2 separate regions of the Sus scrofa genome follow, and region 2 is linked to region 1. The links are chromatin contacts, called in public HiChIP or PLAC-seq maps. All regions are on one chromosome and are shown on one strand. Each heading gives the region's core, a stretch centred on a gene start, on an enhancer-like site or on the middle of the called end of the contact. The rest is flanking DNA. Distances are from core to core; before and after follow the strand shown. Region 1 overlaps SPG20 (spartin). Region 2 overlaps RFXAP (regulatory factor X-associated protein).

Evidence for each region. HiChIP or PLAC-seq counts read pairs in DNA pulled down with a chosen protein or histone mark.
Region 2: an H3K27ac HiChIP or PLAC-seq map of alveolar macrophages shows a contact between it and region 1. The contact joins two enhancer-like sites. A contact is called at or near these places in 2 of 5 promoter capture datasets (fetal liver and fetal skeletal muscle) and 1 of 2 datasets of contacts at active chromatin or transcription factors (alveolar macrophages).

Annotation. Positions count from the first base shown.
Region 1 is chr11:12,325,952-12,332,024 of Sscrofa11.1, reverse strand. It overlaps SPG20 (spartin), which reads left to right. Exons shown (of 11, transcript XM_021065568.1): 5 at 2,118-2,241. Among named protein-coding and RNA genes, the nearest start is that of SPG20, 17 kb to the left of the region's middle. Within about 2 kb of position 2,579, at least 4 of the 83 cell types and tissues checked have an H3K27ac peak or open chromatin away from gene starts, as enhancers often do. A contact at or near this core is called in alveolar macrophages, where this site is marked.
Region 2 is chr11:12,686,748-12,692,820 of Sscrofa11.1, reverse strand. It overlaps RFXAP (regulatory factor X-associated protein), which reads right to left. Exons shown (of 7, transcript XM_013980439.2): 2 at 3,120-3,352; 3 at 2,952-3,117; 4 at 2,830-2,949; 5 at 2,580-2,827; 6 at 1,230-1,337. Among named protein-coding and RNA genes, the nearest start is that of RFXAP, 29 kb to the right of the region's middle. Within about 2 kb of position 3,075, at least 69 of the 83 cell types and tissues checked have an H3K27ac peak or open chromatin away from gene starts, as enhancers often do. A contact at or near this core is called in alveolar macrophages, where this site is marked.

The DNA.
Region 1 (6,073 bases), core at 1,330-3,829:
AGTTCGTCAGGGTATGAGTGTGTGTTCTCCTCTAATGGTGCCTCTCACCAGTTTAAATGATTTATAAGATCTTCTTCCCATTTACTCCAGCAAAGCAGCTTCCACATTCACAGCGTGATCACTGGTAAAGATAATCAGAGTCATCTCTAATGTTTCCCTTTTCAAGTATTTGTTGTGTAAACTATTTAAAAGATACTCTGTGCTTTGGGGAATAGATTTTTTTTTTTAACTACTTGCAAGATTTGTGTGTGTGTGTAGACACATTTTTATTTCTCTTGAGTAAATAGGAGTGGGTCATAGAGTAGGGATATGGAAAAAATAAAAAAGGCACAACATTGTAAATCAACTATACTTTAATTAGGAATAAGTAAATACAAAAAAATCAAGTAGGTATGTGTTTAATTTTATAAGACATTGCCAAGCAGTTTTTCAAAATGGCTTTCCCACTTTGCATTTCCACCCACAAAATATGAATTTTTTCTACATCCTTGCCAATTTTTTTCGGTTTCTTTTTTTCTGAAGCTTAGCCATACCTGTGGGTGTGTGGTGATATCTCATTGTGGCGATAAGCACATTTCCCTGATGACTAACCACGTGCTGTTTGTCCATCTGTATATATTTACATTAATGATATATTTTTTTGTTTTGTTTTGTGTTATTCTCCACCTAGATCTTGGGGCTAGGCATGCTTTTCTTTACACTGCCATTTTTATTCATTCCTTCTTTCTCTATAAATAGTCAACAGGACCGAGAAAAATGGATTTTTAAAAATATATTTAGTTTCTTCTTTCATTTCTTAGATTCTGAGTATGTAATATGTTCTAAATGGTAATTTTATATTAGAGTTCAATAAATATTTATTGAGTGCTAGAAAGCTGAGCACAGTGGAGAAAAGATTAAATTTCTCAGTTCAAAGGATTTGTCATCTAGTTTGGAGGACAGATTATCAAAGAGATAATTTCTACCCAGTGTGTTCATTAGATCAAAGTACGTCTATAAACAGATAAGTGCATTTGTAATTTTGATAGATTTTGCTAAGTTGCCTTCCCTAAGCATTATACTATTCAGCACTCCACCAGTAGTGTGTGAGAGTACCTGTCTCCGCATAGCCTGCTCAACAGAGTGGGCGGTCACTCTTTCTGTATTTTGGGAGTCTGTTGCTGAGAAATAGTGTATTGGAATAGATTCATAGTGATTTCATTATGAGTGAAGTTGAGCCAGTGCCTAAGGGTAACTTGAATTTTGTTTCCTGTGTGATGTTGTTATCCTTGTCCATTTTTATTTTTATTACCAGATTGCTAGTCCTTTTCTTCTCAATTCCTAGAACTCTTTATGTATTAGGGACGTTGGCCCATTGTCAAAGATAGAAATTGCAGATATTTTGTTCAGTTTGTCTTTAGGTTTTATTTATGTGGCTTTTCCCTACATGTAGAAGTTTTTGTTTTTAATGTTGTTTAATATTTTAAGTGAAACTGTATTTCTGTTGGGCAGTTGGCATTTCAAGTTATTTTATAACATTATGAGGTCTGAGTTAGCCTACTCCTAATTTTTTAAAATGAAAATAAATATAACTTTGAGATTTTGAGTGTTGGCCCTAGCTGTTAAATTATCAAAGTACACTTATTTCTGTGTTTCCCATTTCCAGTCAAATGGAATGGCACAGTCTGTTTATATATTTTTACTTGTACTTGATTTCTGTCAAAACCAGTTTGATATATCCTTACCAATTGAGTTATTTGGCAGAAATCTTTTAACCTTACTAAGTACTGTGTGCATTACTAATATCTAGACAATGTTAGCTATATGAAGGAACTCAATCTAGTCAAAGAAAGGAAAAAATCAATTTAAATATGCTTTGATAAATACTGTATTGGAGATATGTTGGTATTTAAATCTTACTTACCAGTGGACCTCACATAAGACCGGAACAGTTTTCAACTTCATAGTAGTTATGGTAATGTGCTTATTTTTGTAATAAAATGTACTGATAATTAGGTTGATTGTAAATATCTTCACTAAGTAGTACTTGTTGGCTCAGTATTTTATTACAAAATGCTTATGACTTTTCCCCCATTAGTGTTTATTATTTCACATTTTGAAATATTTTTACTATTTAGGCCAAAGGTTCTTCCAGTGAGGAAGTTAATCTGAGTCACATTGTGCCGTATGAGCCAGTTTCAGAAGAAAAAGCAAAGGAATTACCTGAATGGAGTGAGAAAGTGGCTCAAAACATTTTGTCAGGTATTATAGTAAAACTTTTCCCTTATAGTGTGAAATGTTTGGATCCCATTAGAGAATACTTAGATGATTTTATATTTTGATTCTAAACGATCAGTTTATGAACAGTTAAAAGTTGAAGGAACTAGTCTCTTTGAATATCACGTGTTGTCATATAGTTGTAAGTTCTTCTTGGGAAACTTATTTTTCCGTTTTACTCTTAGGAAAATTGGTAGTGAAAAGCTTTAAGAATCCCCAAACTTTAAGAATTTCTCTGAACGTAAAATTAGTTACTTCCCCTTCCCCTTTGAAATTAGCCCTTAATCTTTTTTTCTCCCTTTCTCTCTCTTCCCCTTTCCTTCTCCACCAGAAGTAATCACAATTTTGGAAGCAAAGCAGCACTCCCCTACCACACAGCAGTGCAGGCATGAGAAGATCTGAGAATTATAGCCAGGCAGTTTGGGAAGTAGGCCCTCCTATTTAATTATGGTTAGAAAAGGCTTCAGATCATTTATCTTAAAACCAGAATGCGCATTACTGACACATGCATTTATATTTTACTTGGCTAACATTTTAACTTTTCAACTCTAGTAGCTCTCAGATTGAGACCTTCAATTTTGTTTTTTAAAAACATTGCCAGTTGTCATTAGATCAGATTCATGACCCAAGTAAGGGATCTCGGCCAGTTTTAAAAGTCTGTCAATAGTCTCTCTACTCAAAACTCATTAAAATAATAAAAGTGTCTAAAGCAGAGGAAATCTTCAATATGAAAAACCAACATAAAATAAGCAAAAAATGATTAAGTGCCTAGGAGCAAACAAAATACTTCCCCCAGTGTCAAAGGGCTGCTTGAGAGGAGTAGAAAAGATAAAGCTAAATTTCCATATGTATGTGTAACAGTTAAAACTGACCCTTGGGGAATTCCTGTTGTGGCTCAGCAGTAATGAACCCAACTAGTATCCCTGAGGATGTGGGCTGGATCCCTGGCCTTGCTCAGTGGGTTAAGGATCCAGCATTGCCTTGAGTTGTGGTGTAAGTTGCAGTCACAGCTCATATCTGGCATTGCTGTGGCTGTGATGTAGGCCAGCAGCTGTAGCTCTGATGTGACCCCTAGCCTGGAAATTTTCATATGCTGCAGGTTTGGCCCTAAAAAGCAAAAAAAAAAAAAAAAAAAAAAAAAGACCTTTGAAAGAGATTTTTTAAGAAGTTGTAAAGAAAAAGCTCCACTCATACTACTTTGCCCCTTAGTTTTATAGGCTACTAAGCTATTTATTAGTTCAGTATTCAGAAAACTTGTCCTTATCTGCATGTATGTAGATAACTAAATTCAAAGGTAAGTAAAAATTTCGAGTTTATACTGCTACAAGATTATATACTATCCATGTGTAAAAAGCCATCTCAAACTTAATGGCATGAAACAGCAAACATTTGTTTATGCTTAGGAATTCTGAGGCCAGGTATTCTAAAAGATCATAGCAGGGACAGCTTGTGTCTACTTCATGATATTGGAGCCTCCGGTAGGAAGACTTGAAGACTGACTAGTGACTCAGTAGCTGGGGGCTGGAATCATCTGAAGTCTCCTTCAGTCACACATCTGACATCTGGGTTGGGAGAGCTCAAAATCTAGGATTGCCTACACGTAGCCTGTTGACTTTCTCACAGCATGGCGGCCTTTAGCTAATCTGGCTTCTTCATGGTAGCTGAGCGTTCAAGTGTGAATGAGGCACGAGGCAGCAGAAGCTGCTTTACCCTTTCTCACATACTCTTGGAAATTTCCAGCATCATTCATTATAAGAAAGTAACACACCTACCCAGATTCAGGGGGATATGACGTAGACCCCACTTCTCAATGAGAGGAATGTCAAGATCATGTTGAAAGAACGCGTGGAACAGGAGATGATGATTTGGGGCATCTTTGGAAAATAGCACTTGCCACAGAATCTTAGGCTCCTGGAGCCATACAGCTTCCATACATTGATTCTTTGTTTTTTGTTGTTTTTTTTTGTTTTGCTTTTTTTTTTTTTTTTTTTTTTTGGTCTTTTTGCCATTTCTTGGGCTGCTCTCGAGGCATATGGAGGTTCCCAGGCTAGGGGTCAATCGGAGCCATAGCCATCAGCCTAAGCCAGAGCTACAGCAACTCGGGATCCAAGCTGTGTCTGCAACCCACACCACAGCTCACGGCAATGCTGGATCCTTAACCCACTGAGCGAGGCCAGGGATCGAACCCACAACCTCATGGTTCCTAGTTGGATTCGTTAACCACTGAGCCATGACGGGAACTCCCACACATTGGTTCAATTCAGAGAGTTAGAATACCCTGAGAGCCACCTAATCCTAAGGAGAGATCTCTTCAGAGATTTCCAAAGAACTCTCAGCAGTGCATCATTTGAAAATGAGCAAAAACACTGGTAACCTTCTTTACTCGTTGTGACTTCAGTGTCTTCAGGCTTGTAAGTAACTCTTTTCCTTCTCATCCTGTACCCTCATGGCTAGCATAGTAGCGCTAATGATAACATTAAAGCCATTTGACTACCATTCAGAATACCTGTCTCCTTATATGCTTTTTAATAGTTAGAATGAAAAACAACTAGCTCACCAAATACGCAAGGGATAGCTAACAAAGAAAGGTGCAAGAAATATCAAAGATTTACTTCAGGGAAAACTATCTGACCTGTCAAGAATCTGTTTCCACCAGACTCATGTAGGCTCTGTACAAAAATGTGTAACCAGGGATCTAAACTGAGCTCATTCACCTTAGCCCAAGGTGAGTAAAGATCAGTAAAAGCTTATAGTCTTACACTTTACGAATGGAAAAGCTAAAAAGTAATATAACTGCTTAAAATTTACATTTAGGGTATTGGCTTGAGAAGCCTAGACTTAGACGCTAAGAATGCAGCTGCCAAACATTTTGGATGGAGTAGAGTCTAGTAAGCTCATTTGGGAGGAGGTAGAGGATTGGTGACAGCAGGCTGAGTAGAGCCCCCATTGGGTTAGGTTTGAGTTAGGTCATTTTAAGTCATCTGCCAGTTTCTTGTTTGTTAGCATTCACTCATTGCCTGCTGTATCTCACATTAACTGGGTGTATAGGATGCAGACATGGATAGAATAAATCTGTCTGACATTAATGCATGCCATGTAAAAGATCTTAATAGCTACCAATGAAGTACTTTATTTCCATATCTTCTGTTGGAACCTCTGCAGTTTTTCCTTTTTTTTTTTTTTTTTTTTTTTTTTTTTTTTTTAAACTACGGCTGCACCGCCCCCCCCCCCCCCCCCCCCCCCCCCCCCCCCCCCCCCCCCCCCCCCCCCCCCCCCCCTGCACCTGCAGCATATCGAAGTTCCCAGGCCAGGAACTCAATCCAAGGTGCAGCTGTGACCTACACCACAGCTGCAGCTACATCAGGTCCTTTAACCCACCCTGCTAGGCTAGAGATTGAACCTGCAACTCCACAACAACTTGAGCCAGTAAAGTCAGATTCTTAAGCCATTGCACCACAGTGGAAACTCCAGACTCTACAGTTTTGACGTATTACTCTCTTATGCTTTTCCGTGGTGCTAGCTTGTTTACAATTTGCATCTAGTTTTTCCTCTTTATTAGTCCTGTGACTTTTCATTTATCTCGTTGCCCTTTAGTTTTCTGGAAGTCATTGATGGACTCCATCTCTCGTTTGATATAGTCTCATTGTAGGAGTATAGTTTACTTGAACTCTCCTTTGTTGATTGTCATTTATTTTATGATTAATTAGTCTTCCTTGAACTTCAGGTTCAGCTGTTTTTTACCTAACACTTTTCAATCTATCAGTTAACTCTGGAAACACATAATTTTCTTCTTGACTAGACATCATCAATCCCTTTA
Region 2 (6,073 bases), core at 1,826-4,325, 360 kb before region 1:
TAATGGACTATGGCTAATATGTTTTTAATAAAATACACATATACATTGATGAGGGAAAAAACCCTTGAACCTAAATTGAACAAGATAAACCAAATAAAGTGGAAATGCTATCATTAAATACTGATTTTAAAATTTCCTATTATAGCATAGTACTTTTTCTATTTATTAAATAGTTTTGTTTAAAATTTATTTGTAAAGACAGCCCAACTTCTATTAAGCAAATGGACAGTAGTCTACTTAGCTGTTAGGAGACTGATGAATACTGGAGTTTAAACTATTTTACTTTTTTTTTTTTTTTCTTTTGGTCTTTTTGCCTTCTAGGGCTGCACCTGAGACATATGGAGGTTCCCAGGCTAGGGGTCCAATCGGAGCTACAGCTGCCGGCCTACACCACAGCTCACAGCAACACTGGATCCTTAACCCACCGAGCAAAAGCAAGGGATCGAACCCGCAACCTCATCATTCCTAGTTGGATTCGTTAACCACTGAGCCATGACGGGAACTCCTATTTTTACTATTTGTGATAAATACATTTCTGGCAATACTCTTATGCTTATTAGCTTTATCCATATTTAGGATTTATTTCCTGCGAATGTCCTCACAGTAAGTTGGATTTCTGAATAAAGGGAAGATCATTTTAAGGACCCCTGATACTAACTGCCCAACTGCTTTCTAAAGTGTTGTATTAAGATGTGACACCATCAGCAGTATGAGCGCCCCTTTTATGGAACCCTCACCATCACTGCGTGTTAGTATTTAAGTAAGTTTCACTTATTGTGCTATCTATTGGGTGATTTTCACAGATATTAAATATCTTTCCATATCATTTAATAAATGTATTTCTGCTTTTTTCTGCTTGTATTTTTTGCAGTGTATTGAGGCCAAAAGATTTTCCTCATCAATTTGTATGAATAGTTTTTATAATAAATGTGTCAACCATATTAACCATAGTCTTTCATATTGGTTGCAAATATTTTTCCTACCTGTTATTTTGAAGTTTGCATTTTTATTTTTACCACCATTTCTGACTCCAGTATTCATTTTTATGTAGTCAAATTCATAGTTTCTTTGTAATTTTGTCTTTATGAGATCCCAAAGTGTACTGGTAGAGGCACAATTCCATTCTGATGACCAGTTTAACAAGTTTTAAAATCTCAAAATCTAAATAGTTCCATTTATAACAAACAGCTTTTGTTAGATTTGGAACTACTTTACAAACAGATATTTACCAGTCTTTTTTGATTTAACACTTGCTCTAAAAGAGTAGGTCTTGCAGGTCGATCCCCAAAAGATCCTGTTCTTTGTTTAACAATGGAGAGTATGTTATCTGCACTTTCCTGGGATAAAAGATAAAAATGCAAATAGGATTAAATGTTGATATAATAATCCATGATTATAGGCGTTTCAATGATGTAATGAATGGGTCTTCGCTTTTCTTCCTTGTTGCCCAGTCCCTGTGGGACTTTAGATAAGTCCAAAGCCTTTCTAGGCTATCTCGGCCTACAATGATCTATCCTTTCCACTACTAAAGCAGTACTGTCTAACTGGTCTTACTGTATCCTGACTGTTTCTACTTGTTATTTTCTTTACATTCAGTTCAACAAAGATAAAGACTTGCAGCTCTTGATTCCTCAGAACTGAAAAAGTGTCCCATTCTATAAGGTAAATGGCTGTTATCTGTTGCTTATAGCAATTAATTATCTTCCCAGAAAATCATGCAAATTATTTCAGAATAGGAAAATTATTAAGGTTCTTTTTGTGGGGGGTGGAGACTAATTCAAAATCTATTGGCCTTTTATACATTTTCCTCAAATGGCAGATGTAAATTCTGGGCAATTAAAAAAAAGAAAATAGCTATAGGTAAAACACGTCCTTCTTGGAAAAAAGTACACTATCTCCTCTCTCTGTAAAGAGTTCTGAAGTGAGTAAGTACCTCTGGACCAAAGAGAAGGACAAACAACTACCCTCTGTCATTCTGTAATAAGTGAGATGCTCTTTTACTGAGAATTGAGGTACCAAGAAGAAAATTCTGAGAAGAGGGCCCTGAGGACAGAGTACTAAGCATAAAGTACTAAGAACAGAGTACTGAGAATAGGGTTAACTGAGAATGTAACATTAAGAACACTACAAGAGTACTTTTAATAGGGGTACTAAGAATAATATACTAAAAAAAAAGGATACTGAAAATGGAGTAGTGAAAACAGGAAGAGATTACCTTCTCCGAAATACTAATTTCATCTAGGTTCCTACATCTCTGTGCCTGCTCCTCTAGTGATGAATCAGATCATTTACTATCTGCTGTTTCGGCCCATATCCCAGATCTCTGAAGTGAGAGCTTTGCTGACGTGTGACATCATTTTCACCGAAATTTATTCATCTCTAACAAGGATGCACCAGAACTGTTCAGGCTTTGCACATGTTTGCATAAACTTTAATTGAGGGCAAACACTAACTCTGAACCCACAAGTCCAGCCACAGCAACCTGGCCTGCTTGGGAGCCGGTGGGCAGGCGCTGGAGAAGCAGGCAAGAGCGGCGTTTTTTTCGTCCACCTCCCACTCCCACAGATCCCAACTGATACCTCCAGTTTGACGTGTCCTGCGCTGCCAGCCGGGGCGGCCCCACCGCAGTTCAGAGCCTGGTCACTTTTCTTCTTTTTGTACTTGTCCTTGTACATCTTGTTGCGGTGCTTCTTGCACATCCAGGGCTTGCGCTGCTTGGCCACCTGGCTTGTGGTCTCACTGCAGCCCTCATAGGTGCAGGTCTTGCTCATGCTGGTCCCGCCGCTGCCCCGTCTCCGGGCTCCCCCGCTGCCGCCCTCGCCCCCGAGTGTGTCTCCTCGTCTTCCAGATCCTCCAAGCTAGCCGTGCTCTCGCCTCCCCCTGGGGGGTCCGAAGTGTCCAGCAGGTCGGTTTCGTCCTCCCCCGCCTCGTCCTCGCCATCCCCGCCACTTCACACAGGTAGCCAACAGGCTTGCCCGTCCCGGCGCTGCCCCCCAGTGCCGGAGCCTGCCTCAGGACGCCCTCTGCCGCAGCCTCGTCCTGCCCTCCACAGGGGCGCATCACCAGCAGGGTGAACTGAGAGGCCGCAGCCGGGACCGGGGCGGCAGCCAGGGCCTGGCCGGGGCAGAGGCTGGGGCCCCGGGGCGGAGCGCGCCGCTGGCGGCGCCCGGCCCCGCGCCCTCGGCGACAGCCTGCACCTCCGTGCTGCTGAGACCTGGTGGGGGTCCACGACCCCAGCCTTTCTGCACCTGCTGGGCCCAACTGCACTGAGCAAACCACCGACCCCGGCCCGCCGAGGGGAAGAGGGGGCGGATCCGCGACAGCACCCCGACTGCGCCTGCGCAGCTGCAGCCTGCGCGTGAGCGTCCCTACGCTTCGTGCCTTTCTGGGCACCCGGCGTCTCTGAGGGGCGGGGCTAAGCCTCCGCCGGAGGGGCGGAGTGCGCATGTGCGGTTGGCCGTGGCGGGAGATGCGACGCTCGGCGCCCGGGTGGCTGAGTGCATCTGAGCTCCTGCGGGGCTGCGTGGGGCACCGCTTTGTGACTGGGACCTACTCTGTCTGAAACGTTTCAAAGCACTTTGTACTGGAGCTCTTCGATGTAAATTCAGATTGTGTCTGAGCCATCTTTTGACTTGTGGCGTCGAGACGCTCTTGATAATATTTCGCCCCAAAGTGCCTGAAATGGGAGGTGTGAAGCCGGGATGTGATGGTGTCGCAACCGGACAGCACTAGTTAGCAATGAAGGCAGAGGCGGCCGGTTTGGAAATGGTGCAGTGGAGAAGGAGTGGACCGGACCCCGGGGCCAAGGTGTATTTGTGTTGAGAACTAGATGCCTTCCTCTTGAAACATTTTCCTCTCTGGGAAACTTATTTGCTGATTTTTGAAACCTGGCCTTTGCTAGCACCTCTGAGGTAAGTCTTAAATACCACTTTAATTAGCTAAATGAAAAGGAACATTGAATGACGCTAAAAAAAAAAAACCCCCCAAAAACAAAACCAATGATCTATCATTTCTACCGGTGGTCGCACAGTTGCTGGTTGCTGAATCTTGACTTAGCCAGATCTCAGGAGGGATCGGATCCTGCCCATGTCCTGAATCAAACTGTCCGGTAGCTGTGCTCGTTCCTTTTATTTCTTCCTTCTCGTCTACTCAGAGCTCCCATTATGCCTATTGGAAAGGAAAGCCATGGTTCTCCAACAAATGATAAATCCGTTCACATTAGTGTTTGGGTGGGTCACCAGCTGCATTTTAAGGAGAGGAAGGGAGAGGGTTTGGAATTAGACCGACCTGAGTGGCACTGTGTAACCAGGGCTCTTCAGTGATGCCCTCTCTGGGCTGCCGTCTTCTCTTTGGTAAAACAGGCAGCCTGTTGTGTGCTGGAGCCAGGTGATAAGAGCCTGCTGTTAAAATGTCACGATTTTAGTTAAAAATTAAATTACATAAATTTACAATTGAATTAAGTTCAAGGCAAAGGTTAAGGAGTTTCCGTTGTGGCTAAGTGGGTCAAGAACCTGACAAAAGAGTCCGTGAGGATGTGGGTTCCATCCACCGCCTTGCTTAGTGAGTTAAAGATCTGGGTGGTGTAGGTGGAAGAGGAGGCTCCAATCCCGTGTTGCTGGTGGCTGTGGCCTAGGCCAGCAGTTGCAGCTCAGGTAGCTCTGATTGGATCCCTGGCCTGGGAACTTAACAAATGCCACAGGTGCAGCTGTAAGGAAGACAAAGAAAAGAAAAAAAGGTTAAAAAACTCAGAACTCATCTCTTTCTAATTGTTTTACTCTTAGCCATGATGATAAGATTGTTTGTCTCTTGTATTTGTATGTGAAGAACTATTTAAGTGGTGTTGGGAAGGATTGTCATGCTGGAAGTTTGAAACCAGCTATGGTGGGAGTGTTTACACCATGGAAATCATCAAAGCAGGACTTGAATTATTGTTGGTTGTTTCCAAACTTAAGAAAGTGGTAGTAAAACTGCTAAGATTAAACTTAAAATGTTTCGTGTCTATGGCTCTCACACTGTCATCCCCCCCCATGGAGGAAATATTATTTCATCTTTTGACAACCATCATGATTGCAGCAAAGAAGTTGCTTACATGATTAAGAACAAGTGAAGTGCTGACATCTTCATTGTTTAACTTTTGGTTTAATGTAAACAGACACATCAGCCAACATGCACCTCAGAACCACACTCTTGGTCAATAATATGAGCAACTTCTTTGCTTGTATTAGAAATCAAGCATTTATTTATTGTCAGCTTGTGAAACATTGATTAGATAATTATAAAAACTGGTATGGATTTTGCAGGAAGTGGCAAGTCACACTGAAGTTTTGGGTGTATGGAATTTATGATAAAAGGACTTGTGTCTTGTATCATTATTTGTAAATTGTGTGCTAAACATTCAGTTAACTGTTTTTTTGATTTTTTTTTTTTTAATTTACCAGCATGTCACTGAGGGCAGAACTATTTAATGCTAGTACAAATTCCTGTTATAGTATTCAATAAATAGAGCAGGTTGGATTTTTTTAAACTTTTATCAAGGTATAATTTACATACTATAAAAACTATAGTGTACAATTTGGTGACTTTTAGTAAATTTATGGAGTTCTGCAACCATAACCACACTCCAGTTTTAGAACAGTTTCAACACTATGTCAGCTCCTTCCTGTCCATTCTCAACCTCTGATTTGTTTCCCAGCCCCAGGAAGCCAACTAATCTACTGTACTCTTGTCTTTTGTGGGCATTTTATATAGATGTAATCATGTAATAAGACATGGCCTTTTCAACCTGGCTTCCTAAACTTAACATAATGTTTTTAAGATTCATCTACTTTACACCATCAAACTCCTAGAAGAAAACATAGGCAAAACACTCTCTGACATCAACATCATGAGTATTTTCTCAGGTCAGTCTCCCAAAGCAATCGAAATTAGAGCAAAAATAAACCCATGGGACCTCATCAAACTGAAAAGCTTTTGCACAGCAAAGGAAACCCAAAAGAAAACAAAAAGACAACTTACAGAATGGGAGAAAACAGTTTCAAATGATGCAACTGACAAGGGCTTAATCTCTAGAATA